2 separate regions of the Ovis aries genome follow, and region 2 is linked to region 1. A link is a contact called in public Hi-C data. All regions are on one chromosome and are shown on one strand. Each heading gives the region's core, a stretch centred on a gene start, on an enhancer-like site or on the middle of the called end of the contact. The rest is flanking DNA. Distances are from core to core; before and after follow the strand shown. Region 1 has its middle 12 kb from the start of CCDC80. Region 2 overlaps LOC121816420 (a long non-coding RNA gene).

The links. Hi-C and Micro-C count contacts between places; a contact is called where the count stands out from the background.
Region 2: a contact with region 1 is called in a Hi-C map of mesenteric adipose tissue, with 1.9 times the contacts expected there. The contact joins two enhancer-like sites.

What each region holds. Positions count from the first base shown.
Region 1 is chr1:178,352,708-178,359,409 of ARS-UI_Ramb_v3.0, forward strand. No RefSeq gene overlaps it. Among named protein-coding and RNA genes, the nearest start is that of CCDC80, 12 kb to the left of the region's middle. Within about 2 kb of position 3,289, at least 15 of the 54 cell types and tissues checked have an H3K27ac peak or open chromatin away from gene starts, as enhancers often do.
Region 2 is chr1:178,406,275-178,412,976 of ARS-UI_Ramb_v3.0, forward strand. The region is part of intron 1 of LOC121816420 (a long non-coding RNA gene); the gene reads right to left. Among named protein-coding and RNA genes, the nearest start is that of CCDC80, 66 kb to the left of the region's middle. Within about 2 kb of position 2,642, at least 4 of the 54 cell types and tissues checked have an H3K27ac peak or open chromatin away from gene starts, as enhancers often do.

The DNA of each region.
Region 1 (6,702 bases), core at 2,039-4,538:
AGAGAAATGTGTGGACTCAAAGCCATGGTCTTCGGGAAAAAACTACTTGATAGTTTGAGTATTAGCAGCACAGAATTCACTGGAACTATCAAACCCCGTAGAGATACATCTCACCGGGTACACTGAAAAAAGAACACCACCATATTTGAAGGGAAAGCAGAGCCCAGAGCCTCTGTTTCCAACTAAAGAGCAGCTCAGTTGTATGATTTGGAAATTGAAGAGCACTGATTTCATTAATTATGGGTCTTAACAACTTGGCTATTAGAAAATTTGCCTGAGTGTAAACTTGGAATAAGATGAAAAGAATTTATTTTCACCATGGTGGACCTAAATTAACCCAGTTATATTTGAAACTTAGAAAAAGGAAAAAGACAGTAAAAGAAGATTGTGGTTTTAATTTTATTTTTATAAATAAAATAATTTATGTTAAAAGAAAGATTGTGACTTTATTTTTAATTTAAGATCTATCAAGGTAGAAGAACATTGTAATGTTCTTACATTAGTAGTGTATATAATGCATATACACTATTCATGGTAAGCTAGTATGTCTAAATTTTCAAGATTTCTGTATGTGATTATAAATAGAAATATAGCATCAAGCAATATTTTAAATCCAGAATCATCTTTAAGAAGTTTTTTAAATGTTACTTATTTTAAAAATTCTTTATTTTTTTAAACTATGAAAGTTTGATAACACATTTACAGGAGACTTGAAAAATAAACAAGGTTACATATAGCTCCACACTACATATTACAATTATTTTTTAAGTAGATAAATTAAAAATTTTAGTAGGAATTTTGATATCAAACTCTCAAAAATTAACAGAATGAATATGTAGAGAAATAGAAGGATATGGTAGACCTGAAAAGCTGAACTGAAAAGACCTGAACTGTGAACCAATTCAACATAATTAAGATTTATACAATTTTCACACAACAGTAGGATAAAAATTCTATTCTAGTTCCCACAGACTATAAACTAGGAGACACTGGAACACATCCAAGGACAGAAAACAATGTGCACAGATTTCATGGTCTAAAGGTATTGAAATCGCACAGTCTCTTCTCTTATCCCTGTGAAATTATGTTAGAAATCAATATCACATTTGAAAACAGCACACACATTTTCAAGTGCAATGTGACATTTGCCAAAAGAAATCTTTGATGCTGAAGCTGAAACTCTAGTACTTTGGCCACCTGATAGGAAGAACTGACTCATTTGAAAAGACCCTGATCCTGGGAAAGGTTGAAGGTGAGAGGAGAAGGGGATGACAGAGGATGAAGTGGTTGGATGGCATCACCGACTCAATGGACGTGAGTCTGAGCAAGCTCCTGGAGTTGGTGAAGGACAGGGAAGCCTAGTATGCTGCAATCCATGGGGTCACAAAGAGTTGGACATGACTGAGCAACTGAACTGAACTGAAAGTCTGTCCCACCTCTGCCTCTGACCTCTGCTCCACTGACCCTGTCTTGGCCTCTTGACCAACCTCTAGTGTTTTGGGGTCCAGTACATCAGTCTGAGTGCCTACTAGAGTTAATTTCTCCTCCCACAATCCTCACAGATATGTTGACCTAAACAAAGAGGTAAACTGAGTCAAACTCAAAAAATGAGTTTACTTGGAAATAGCAAAGTAATTGCAATTGGGATATGCAAGTTGCAACAAGCTACAGGTGAGTCAAGTGAGGCTGTATTATAGGCAGCGGATGTTGAGGGGAGAGTTCAGTTAGAGTCAGTTAAAATAAAAAACAAGTGAAAGGACTTCCCTGGCATTGCAGTGGGTAAGAATCCACGTGCCAGTGCAGAGGCACTGGTTTGATGTCTGGTGCAGGAAGATTCCACATGCCGCAGGGCAAATAAGCCCATGCGCTATGACTACTGAAGCCCGCAAGCTCTAGGGCCTATGAGCCACAATCACTGAACTCCTGGGCTGCAATTACTGAAGCTCTCAAGTCTAGAACCTGTGCTCCACGAGAGAAGCCTCGGCAATGAGAAGCCCATGTACTGCAATGAAGAGTAGCTCACCACAACGAGAGAAAGCCCTAGCATAGCGACGAAGACCCAGCGCAACCAAAAATAAATAAATAAATAAATAAATTGAAAAACAAATGAAGATCAGCCTTGAAAACTTTCTGAGCAGACAAAATCAGTCTAGCCACACAAAGTTCAATCCAACCCACTTTGTGAGATCCAACATGACCTGACTCCTCTCTCATTTGTGCTTTTGACAAAACTTCCTAAGGTTATGAGACAACCTCTGACCAACCCCCATCATATCAGAAAATTCTGACACCATCAGTTTTCTGTAAATCAGGCATTTATTGTAATTAGACTCTTAGTCCTTATGTTTTGTCTTCCTTGAGGGCATCTGTGAGATTTTCTTTATATTTTCCAGTACTAGTTTAGATTAAATTCTTCTACAGGTATTACCTAGGGTTCTTAAAGTAAATATATCTCTACTCCAGAGTTCCATCTTAACAGTAAATTATTAAGATAGACTGTTTTGGCCAGTCAAAATTTCTAGTTTACTGGAAGCCAATTTGGTTCCTCCCTAGTCACAGAGAAATGCCCCGGAGAGAGTTAGGAAGGTCAGAAATCCTGGCACAGAGGTGGATGTTTAGGTCTTCTCCTAATTGAGCTAGGAAGGCTTTGGAGGAAGATTCAGATAAGATAGAGCTTCAAATGTAGGCAAGAGCCCAAAGATCAATCCAAACAGCATTTCTTGACCTTTCTGGTATTTCCCTTTCTCTTTACAGAACTCATGATCTCACATGATGACCACAAATACATTGGCATTTGGGCCAAGGCAGCACAGTGCAACTTTGGAAGAAAGACCCTAAGGTAGCATTCTCCTTGATGGCAATTTTTCACTTATTTGCTCATCACTGCAAGAAAGGACTTAACCTCTGGCTGCCTCCCTTTACAGTATTACATAATCCATTCTTCACTGAGGGCCCAACCCTAGTTGCTGGTTGCTTAATCGGATGAAGAGAATTTTAAATACTGGACTTTAAATTTTTAAAAGGCTTATCTGTGTGGCTTAGTGTCATTTCCCTCTATGTTGGTAAATTAATTCCAAATGTGTTTATTTAACATGATGACTTTTACATGAAGTAATAGGATAAAGTCTTCAGCCACCTATCTTGCTCCTACTTAGTTCTCCTTGTTTTAGGAATAGGAAACCCAGTCCCCTGTTTCCCCTGGCTCTAAACAAACCCAGAGCAATCCCTGAAAGCTCCTCTGTGGGACATACCAAGACAGTGTCTCACACTCTGTGGAGTTCATCATGGAAACAAGACGTAGATTAGAAATATGTAGACCCTTCTCTGTGTCTGTCTTCCAGACACCCTGTGAGGGCTAGCAAAAGTGTTCTTATTCTCCAAATATTCACTGGCAATGAATTTGTGTAATAAAATTATGTTTGGGGTTTGTAGTTGGTTCTTTTAAATGAACATCTGTTATTCTCTTTCAGTTGAAAGTTTCTGAACACTGGGCGGGGCAACTTGGCTTCCTCCACCACCTCTGCAGAGTGACAAATGGAACCTGTCGGCTGTCAGCTGTTTGTTGATTGGCTGACCAGTCATCATTGTCTCCCACAGCTGTTTCGCCTCTGAGAGGTTGGAGTGTGGGGAGGAAGGAAGTCAGGGTCAGCTTGTTCTGTGCCTGTAGCCCATGGGAGTTCCAGGAGTAGGAATATTTCATTAAACTGCTCTGATCAGCCATTATTGGATGATGTGTGGGTAAAGCAGGCAGAGGATTTGTACTTTTTGGAATGGTGGGTCATAGCAGTTTTGTTTTCAGAGCAATTGTTTTTACCTCTTGGTGTCTCTCTTCCCTTTGTCTATGGTACAGATTTTAGATAATGTGACCTGTGCAAGGCAAATGAGAGATGTAATTACCGAGTGCTTTATTTTCACCAAACACATATGTGTTTTGGATCTACCTCATGAGTTCCATAGTATTCAGAAAAGGAAGCTTATTTTCTTTATGCTTCAGTACCAGCAAATATTGGGTTGGCTCAAAAGTTCATTCGGGTTTTTCCATTATATCTTATGGAAACCTGAATGAATTTATTGGCCATTGGCCAACCCTGTTCAAAAATACTTCAAGTTCCCCAGACCACTCCAACTGTGTTAGCTTCAGGACTCTGGCTTTCAAGAGGACCAACATCAGTTCAGTTCAGACCAGTTCAGTCCCTCAGTCATGTCCAACTCTTTGTGACCCCATGAATTGCAGCACGCCAGGCCTCCCTGTCCATCACTAACTCCCAGAGTTCACTCAGACTCACGTCCATCGAGTCTGTGATGCCATCCAGCCATCTCATCCTCTGTCATTCCCTTCTCCTCCTGCCCTCAATCCTTCCCAGCATCAGAGTCTTTTCCAATGAGTCAACTCTTCTCATGAGGTGGCCAAAGTACTGGAGTTTCAGGTTTAGCATCATTCCTTCCAAAGAAATCCCAGGGCTGATCTTCAGAATGGACTGGTTGGCTCTCCTTGCAGTCCAAGGGACTCTCAAGAGTCTTCTCCAACACCACAGTTCAAAAGCATCAATTCTTCGGCGCTCAGCCTTCTTCACAGTCCAACTCTCAATCCATACATGACCACTGGAAAAAACATAGCCTTGACTAGATGGACCTCAGTTGGCAAAGTAATGTCTCTGCTTTTGAATATGCTATCTAGGTTGGTCATAACTTTTCTTCCAAGGAGTAAGCATCTTTTAATTTCATGGCTGCAGTCACCATCTGCAGTGATTTAGGAGCCCAAAAAATAAGACCTCAAAAGCTGTTTCCCCAAAGCCTTAAGTAAAATCATAGCAGCAGTGGTTAACATCCATTTGATACACTGTTGGTGTTTCTCTTCCCTATGTCTATAGTACAGATTTTAGGTAATGTGGCCTGTGCTAAGTCAAATGAGAGATGTTATTAGAAAGAGTGTTTTATTTGTATACATTTGATATACTGTTGTAGGATGATTACTCTTCCAACTCACAGCTCCAGTCATTTTACTGTCTTACTCAAACTCCGTTAATGGCTTGCAGCTGTCAACAATACAAGTCATATTCTTTCACCTTGCATTTAGAGTCTGCTAGGATCTGATCTCAGAGAAGGCAATGGCACCCCACTCCAGTACTTTTGCCTGGAAAATCCCATGGACAGAGGAGCCTGGTAGGCTGCAGTTCATGGAGTCACTAGAGTCGGGCACGACTGTGTGACTTCACTTTCACTTTTCACTTTCATGCATTGGAGAAGGAAATGGCAACCCACTCCAGTGTTCTTGCCTGGAGAATCCCAGGGTCGGGGGAGCCTGGCGGGCTGCCATCTCTGGGGTCGCACAGAGTCGGACACGACTGAAGCAACTTAGCAGCAGCAGGATCTGATCTGGGAGAAGGCAATGACACCCCACTCCAGTACTCTTGCCTGGGAAATCCCATGGATGGAGGAGCCTGGTGGGCTACAGTCCATGGGGTCAGTAAGAGTTGGGCACGACTGAGCAACTTCACTTTCACTTTTCACTTTCATGCATTGGAGAAGGAAATGGCAACCCACTCCAGTGTTCTTGCCTGGAGAATCCCAGGGACGGGGAAGCCTGGCGGGCTGCCATCTACAGGGTCTCACAGAGTCGGATGCGACTGAAGCGACTTAGCTTAGCTTAGCTTATACTGTTCCCTGTAGCGCCTTCTTCAATCTGTCAAAATGAGCTACATACTGTTTCTTCATTGCCCCTTGATGATCTCCTTCTATACTTTGCTTATTCTTTTGGCTGATCTCCTCAAGTCCGTGCGGCCCCTGTCAAATCCAAATACACCTGCTGCACAGTCTTCCCAGCTGAGTCCACTTCTGCCTCTTCCAAATATCCAGTGACTCACCCTTCCCTCTCTCAAAGCACCTTGAGTACTTTATGTCTGGACAGCTGGCTCACAGTGCCCAGTTGTCCTACCTCCTTCCATAGGAGCAGGAAGAGCCTGCATCCAGCTATTTTTTCTACTTTCCCTACTGCTGCTGCTGCTAAGTCGCTTCAGCCGTGTCCGACTCTGTGCGACCCCATAGACGGCAGCCCACCAGGCTCCCCCGTCCCTGGGATTCTCCAGGCAAGAACACTGGAGTGGGTTGCCATTTCCTTCTCCAGTGCATTAAAGTGAAAAGTGAAAGTGAAGTTGCTCAGTCGTGTCCGACTCTTCGCGACCCCATGGACTGCAGCCTACCAGGCTCTTTCGTCCATGGAATTTTCCAGGCAAGAGTACTGGAGTGGGGTGCCATCACTTTCTCCAGATTCTTCACCCTAGAGCCTTGCAATTACTACATACTTGATCATTTTTCATTACAAATATAGCAATAGACATTTGTAGAAAGCTTTAAAGTTTACTTAATTGATTCACTTTACAAAGTTGATTCACTTAATTCATTGAATTCTCATAAGTGAAAGTAGAAAACACAGGTGTTCCCTTTACTATAAATGAGGAGAAGGGAAAGAGAATTAATTTTTAGTCAGAATTAACTTTTACCTATTTATCAAACTATTTATGACCTTCTTAACGTCTGCCTCTTCTGCCATATTTTTAAGCTTCATGAGAGCAGAATTATGACTGGTTTTTCACTGTTGTGTTTCCAATGCCTGGCACATTGCTGGATGTAGTGTAAAAGCTCATTGAACATAGCTGAATGAATGAATGAGTGATTTAGCCCACAAGCAGTGGGCTAAATGTT
Region 2 (6,702 bases), core at 1,392-3,891, 53 kb after region 1:
GTATGTGGGAATTTCCAAACCAAGTCTATACTGTTCATGCATTTTCTGCTACCTTTAATATTAAGTTTTGAGGAGAAGATATTTTAAATTATAATATTAGTTGTCTGTTTGGATTATTCTTATTTCAACTAGAAGAACTTTAAACTTCATGTGGACTCAATAGAGACTCCAGATGTTGCTAGCTCTGTCATTGGGAGTGTTACAATTTTTAAATCATTTGCTTTTGATTACCTCCCTGGAAGAGGTAACATGGGGTGAGAGTGAGAGATGTGTGGGTCACAGGATCATGATAAAATGTTCATTTCCATATGGACAGCCAGAAAATGGGCACTGGGAAAAAGTGATAAATTGCTTGATGGAATATCTTTTTTTTTTTTTTGATGGAATGTCTTTTGTGGAAGCATTGTGTCTGTTGGGCATTTAGTAACATGAGAGGAAGCCCACTCAGGTGGAACAGAGAAGAAATCCCTGAAGATCATGTCTGATTTATTTTCATTCTCCTAGGCCAAGGGACAGAGCCCAAAAGGGAAGAAACAAACTGAGGTTTCCTCCACTAGAGTGAAGCAACTCATGTTGCAAATTATGCTACAAATTATTTATTACCATCATATAAAAAGATTTATGTACTTTTGATGAAAGCCTAGGATGGGCTTGGGATCACAGGGGGGTGAAATCTTTGGTATTCCTATTGACCTTTATGCTCCCGTCCTTTGGATCATAGTCTCTAAATCCAAGAAGATACATTTTACCAAAACTGACTCATCTTGAATGATAATGCATATGAACCCCCCAAATTATGACTTTCTAATGGCTTTTCACAGCCATTACTAAAAATATAATAGTTGTATTATATTGCCAAACTAACCAGGGTTTATACTGTTAGATTTCAGTTTGTAATACAAGCATTATGATCAGAAGTTTTTTCATGAAAGACAATATTCTTCCTATAACTTAACTTCAAAAAGTATACTTTAGTGGCTTAGGGTCCCAGATTAATTACAGCAAGATCAAAAGTTTGATCTCAGAAGGTCTTTCTCAATTCCATGTCATTGCCAGGGTAAGAGCTGCTTGGCCCTAAACTATGTCGTTTTTGCCTCCTTATAGATCAACAGTCCTATAATCAATGCCCATAATTCTGGCTAGAGGTTTTACTTATGGATTCATTCAAGAAATATTTGTTGAGCAATATGCTCCATACTATGCCCAGTACAGGGGATTAGAAGACAAATAAGAAAGGAAACAAATATTTGAGAGGATAGGCTGTCCCAGACATTGTACCAACCAATTTACATGTAAGAGGTCTTAACAATGTACACATTGCCATCCCATTGATATTTTTTCTTTAGAAATAAAAGTCATTATTTTGAAAGTTAAAAGAATAATATATGATCATTATAAAGAGTATGGAAAATATAGAAAGATACAAAAAAGATTAATGTCATCCATAATTACAATCCCTAGAGGAAATTATTATTAACTTGGGGAATCTTTTGTGTGTATGAATTAAGACTGTTCTGTGTTTGACAAACTGTAGTGTGTTTTGAGGAGACTTTTTTTTTGGCAGAGTTGCTGAAGGGGATTAGAAACTAAGGCCTTAATGCTAACTTTGCTGTTTGTAGTATGACTTTGTGAAATTCATCCTCCTCCCCACTCTCACGTCCATCCCACTTCACCCTCAGCTAGACAACTGCTCATCTTCCTTTAAATCTAAGGACATACTTCTTTTGGGAGTTCTTCCCTTACATTCCTCCCACACGTTCAGCCACAAGTTAGGTTCCCCATTCTCTGCTCTGGGGCACCTCAACTTCTTCTATGTAGCACTATTATAATTGTAACAAACAATCAGCTCCTATTCATTTAATGTACACTTCTCTTTTATTTATTATTATATCTTCACTCCCTAACAAAGTGTCAGGTATATAAAATATTCTTTGGATTAACTGAATGAATGAAAGGTTATGGTATAAAGATATTTTGATTTTATAGGCATAAAACTTATGTCTTTGGTATAAAGACATAAAGGTTTTATAGGCATTCTGTCAGGACCAGAGGCTGTGAAAATAGGCTAGGAGCCACTGCTCTAAACTCGAATGCATACGTTCATGGGGCAGAGTGTATGTCAAGATGAGGAGCAATATGACACGATATGGAACCTTGGGGAAGAGAATAAAGAATATGCCAATGAACCTAGTTTACATAATGGAGTAATTTTTGAAATCAGTTTTTTAATTGTTTCCTTTTCCTGTTGATATATACTACAACTTCCAAGACATAGATATTCTCATCTGTACACAAATACACACACATAAAGATATAAAATTAACATTTAAAAATTATATTTAAGAATGCTTAAAGATTTTCAAATGCAAGAGTATCTGAAAATAATATTGTAACAGTCATAATCTCATACAGTCCATCAAATACTTTACCAACAGCAACATAGAGAACCTAGAGATATGGGATAGAATAAATTTCTTATGTGAGAAACACTTAGGATATTTTTTTTTTAAGTAGTCTTTAAAAGAACACTTTTGAGCAAATACGTTCTTGTGAAATCTTTTGCTTTTTGGCTGCTTTCTAAACCAGATGAGAAGTATCAACTGGGAGGCCTAAAGCCTGCTGCTGTTCTGCCCTGCCTACTGTCGTCTGCCTTAGCATTCTTCACACTTTGTGAGTTTAAGAAGTGTCAGAACCAGCAGATCTGTTGCAGTTGCCTGGTCCAGCTCCATTGTTTTGCAGTTGAGGAAAACATAGGGATGATGCTAAGCACTCATACTAATTGCTAGCAACTAGAACTCAGGCCTCTGGAGTCCCTGTCCCTTCAGTGTCCTTTGCCTGAATCACACAGTCTTCCAGGACAAGCTGTCTTTGTACGTGTTTCAGGAAAGGAGGGTGAAGCAATGTCCAGAATTTGAGACTGACTAGTCTCTTATGTGACCGTGGCCACCGTTAGGCCAAGGACCTATGAATTTTACAAAATCCATGAATTTTAAAAAGCCAAAGAGAGTACAAAGTTCTAGCACAGAAATGAGCAAACTTGCAGTACTGCTAAGTATCTGCGAAGCTTCGTACGGCTTGATGGACCTCAGATCTGTAGTCACTATTCTGAAATGAAAAAACAAAGTTACAGGACAGGGACTTGGAATGACGTTAACTCATTATTCAAGTTGAATTTATAGAATTGGAGCTTCACCAAATTAACTTTTGGAGAGTAAATTTTTCACCTTCTTTATAGAGTCACTTAAGAATATCTGCAATAATAAAAGTAATATTAGACGAAAAGAGAAGACCTCCTCACATGTGTACCACTCCCATTAAATTCATAAAAGAAGACAAGATACAGAAGCCGCACTTTGAAAAGAAGCAGTTGGATCATTTTACCATTTCAATTACATCCTGTGGGATTTGAAATACAGTTGGAACTTAAACATGCAAATGACTATAGGCTCACCACATACGACCTAATGAAAATGAATATATGTGAAAATAAGGTAGCCTATGATGAACAGCGATGCACTGAACTAGGTTTTCCTGTGCTGAGGAAACGTGGAGAGCAGACTTGCATCTTTCTGTGAAGTAAAAATAGAGTTGAGGCTGGGCCATGTGCCTGGCCAGCTCAGCCCTGGAACTCAGCGCATCTGGGCTCTTGCTTTACAGAGAAAAGCAAGGAATAATATAATCCTCATAGTCTCTGGCCACAGAGATCTTCAAACTCATTCTCAGTCTGTCAGGGTGCTAATCTGTTTTGAACATTCAGTCCTTCTTTCCAGAAAGTCTTTCCAGAGTAACCTGGCCTTCCTCCAAATTGCCAGCACAGCCTGACTTCTGTGTCCCTTCAGCTGGAACTCTCTTGCACATACATCTGGCTGCCTGCTTTGTTTGTTTCCCCATTAATTTAGAAGTTGCTTAACAAAAGTCTGACCCTTGGATATGATATTGGCCTATAATTTTCCTTTCTGTGTTGTATCTTTTTCTGGTTTTGATATTGGGGTGATGGTGGCCTCATAGAATGAGTTCAGACATATTCTTCCTCTTCAACTTTTTGGAATAGTTTCAGAAAAATGGGTGTTAACTTTTCTCTAAATGTTTGATAGAATCCGCCTGTGAAGCCACTAGTCCTGGATTTTTGTTTGTTGGGGGTTTTAAAATCACAGATTCAATTTCAGTACTTGTGATCAATCTGTTCGTATTTTCTATTTCTTCCTGTCTCAAATTTTGGGAGATTGTACCTTTCTAAGAATTTGTCCATTTCTTCTAGGCTGTCCACTTTATTGGCATATAGTTGCCTGTAGTAGTCTCTCATGATCCTTTATATTTCTGTGGTGTCAGTTGTAACTTCTCTTTTTTCATTTCTGATTTTATTGATTTGAGCCCTCTTCCTTTTTTCCACAGCTGCCCACCACCCCTTCACCCACCGCCCCCAGCCTGCCACCCCAGGAGATCCTCCAAGATTCCTATAAAGTCACTGCTTTTGCCCTTGTCTGTGCCTAAGACCTTGTGTACATCCTCAAGAGTGGATCTCTGTGTCCCCTAGTCCCGTGGAGCTCCTGTGATCAAGCCCCACTGGCCTTCAAGGCCAAATGCTCTGGGGGCTCCTCCTGCCAATACCATACCCTCAGACTGGGGAGCCTGCATGGGGCTCAGAGCTCTCACTCCTGTGGGAGAAATTCTGCAATATGATTATTCTCCATTTTGTTGATTGTCCACCTGGGTGATATGGAGTTTATGTTGCAGGTGCACCCCTGGTTTCTTCTTCATGTCTTTGGATGTAGAATATCTTTTTATTTTTTTATAGATTCCAGTCTTTCTTATGGATGGTTGTTCAGCAGTTAGTTGTGATTTTGGTATGCTTTGTTGTGTATATTGACAGATCAGTGGTCTGCTTCACTTTACTCTGTGGTCTTCAGTCAGTTCAGTCCTCAGTCATGTCTGACTCTGTGACCCCATGGACTGCAGCACGCCAGGCTTCCCTGTCCATCACCAACTCCTGGAGCTTACACGAACTCATGTCCATCAAGTCAGTGATGCCATCCAACCATCTCATCCTCTGTCATCCCCTTCTCCTCCCACCTTCAATCTTTCCCAGCATCTGGGTCTTTTCAAATGAGTTAGTTCTTCACATAAGGTGGCCAAAGTATTGGAGTTTCAGCTTCATCATCAGTCCTTCCAATGAATATTCAGGATTGATTTCCTTTAGGATGGACTGTTTGGATCTCCTTGCAGTCCAAGGGATTCTCAAGAGTCTTCTCCAACACCACAGTTCAAAATCTTCAATTCTTCGGTGCTCAGCTTTCTTTATAGTCCAACTCTCACGTCCATACATGACTACTGGAAAAACCATAGCTTTGACTAGATGGACCTATATATATATCTATATAAGGAAAGCTGGATTCTACAGTTCAGTTCAGTTCAGTTCAGGTGCTCAGTCATGTCCGACTCTTTGCAACCCCATGAGCTGCAGCATGCCAGGCCTCCCAGTCCATCACCAGCTCCTGGAGTCCACCCAAACCCATGTCCATGAATAGGGGGTTATTGTACTTTCTCTAAGCTCACCTAAAACTATGGCTCCAATACAGACCTTGAGGAAGTGAGGGTTGTGGGAACAAAGAGTAAGAGAAGAAGATGATGTAAAAGAAACTCATTTACATGATCTATATTTAGCCTCTCATGTGATTGCAACCCATATAGAATGAGGCCTGGTTAGTCTTACTTTGAAAACAGGTGCAACCAAAACATTTAAATTACATCACTGTGACTCAAAGCTTTCAAGAATCTACTCGATCCTTTGTTGTGATTTTCTTAAAGCTTTCTAAAAATCCTCTTTAGGCATCTTTTCTTCTCAAGTTTCATATCACTAAGGCACCTTTCTTCAAAATTTAATGAATAAAATCCTCCATCTAGTTATACGTTGACAGATTAAAGAACAGGTTAAAGCTACAGAGAGGATCCTTCATGTACATTATCTTACTGTTTAGCTTGATGAATGCTTATTGTTCTAAGTGCTGTGGGTACAAAAATAAATACAACACAACCCTTTCCTATTGACGATGAAACTGGCAGAGCAGGCAACATGATTAAGGGAGGCTGTATAGCTGGTAGTAAAGACATCTGAGCTAGACCTAGGACTATCTAACTTTTGCTTCATTGTTCTCTAGTTGTCTATCCAAGAGCGTGTTTTTCACAGATTGAAAAAATTTGAGCTATTTAGAGAACAAAAACAAAATATTTCTAGTTATACCCAATTAAATCCTTAAACTAGCTTAAAAGTAAGTTACAGCCAGCTGGAATTGGACATAGCTTTCTATATAACATCTTTACTCAGCTAAGCCTGTATCCAATAGAACTTTCTGAAAAGATGAAAATGTTCAGTGCTGTTCAGTATGGTAATCACTAGCCACAAGCAGCTACTGAGCCTTTGAAATACGGTTAGTACAACTGAGGAACTGAATAATTTATCTTTTCCTATTTTAATGAATTTAAATTTAAATAGCTACCTGAGGCTTTATCATGTGGCAACATTGGGGAATGACATGAGAATTTTCCATTTTTTTGTGGAGGAGAATATTCTTAACAGATAGAAAAGATATTTCACCTGCTTTAGTACTTTGTGGCTTGGAGGTAAAAGTTTAGTAGAAAGAGAAACAGACACATAAAATGCTGACAGGCAGAGCCCAGAAGGATGCAGCCTTTCACAAAACAAAA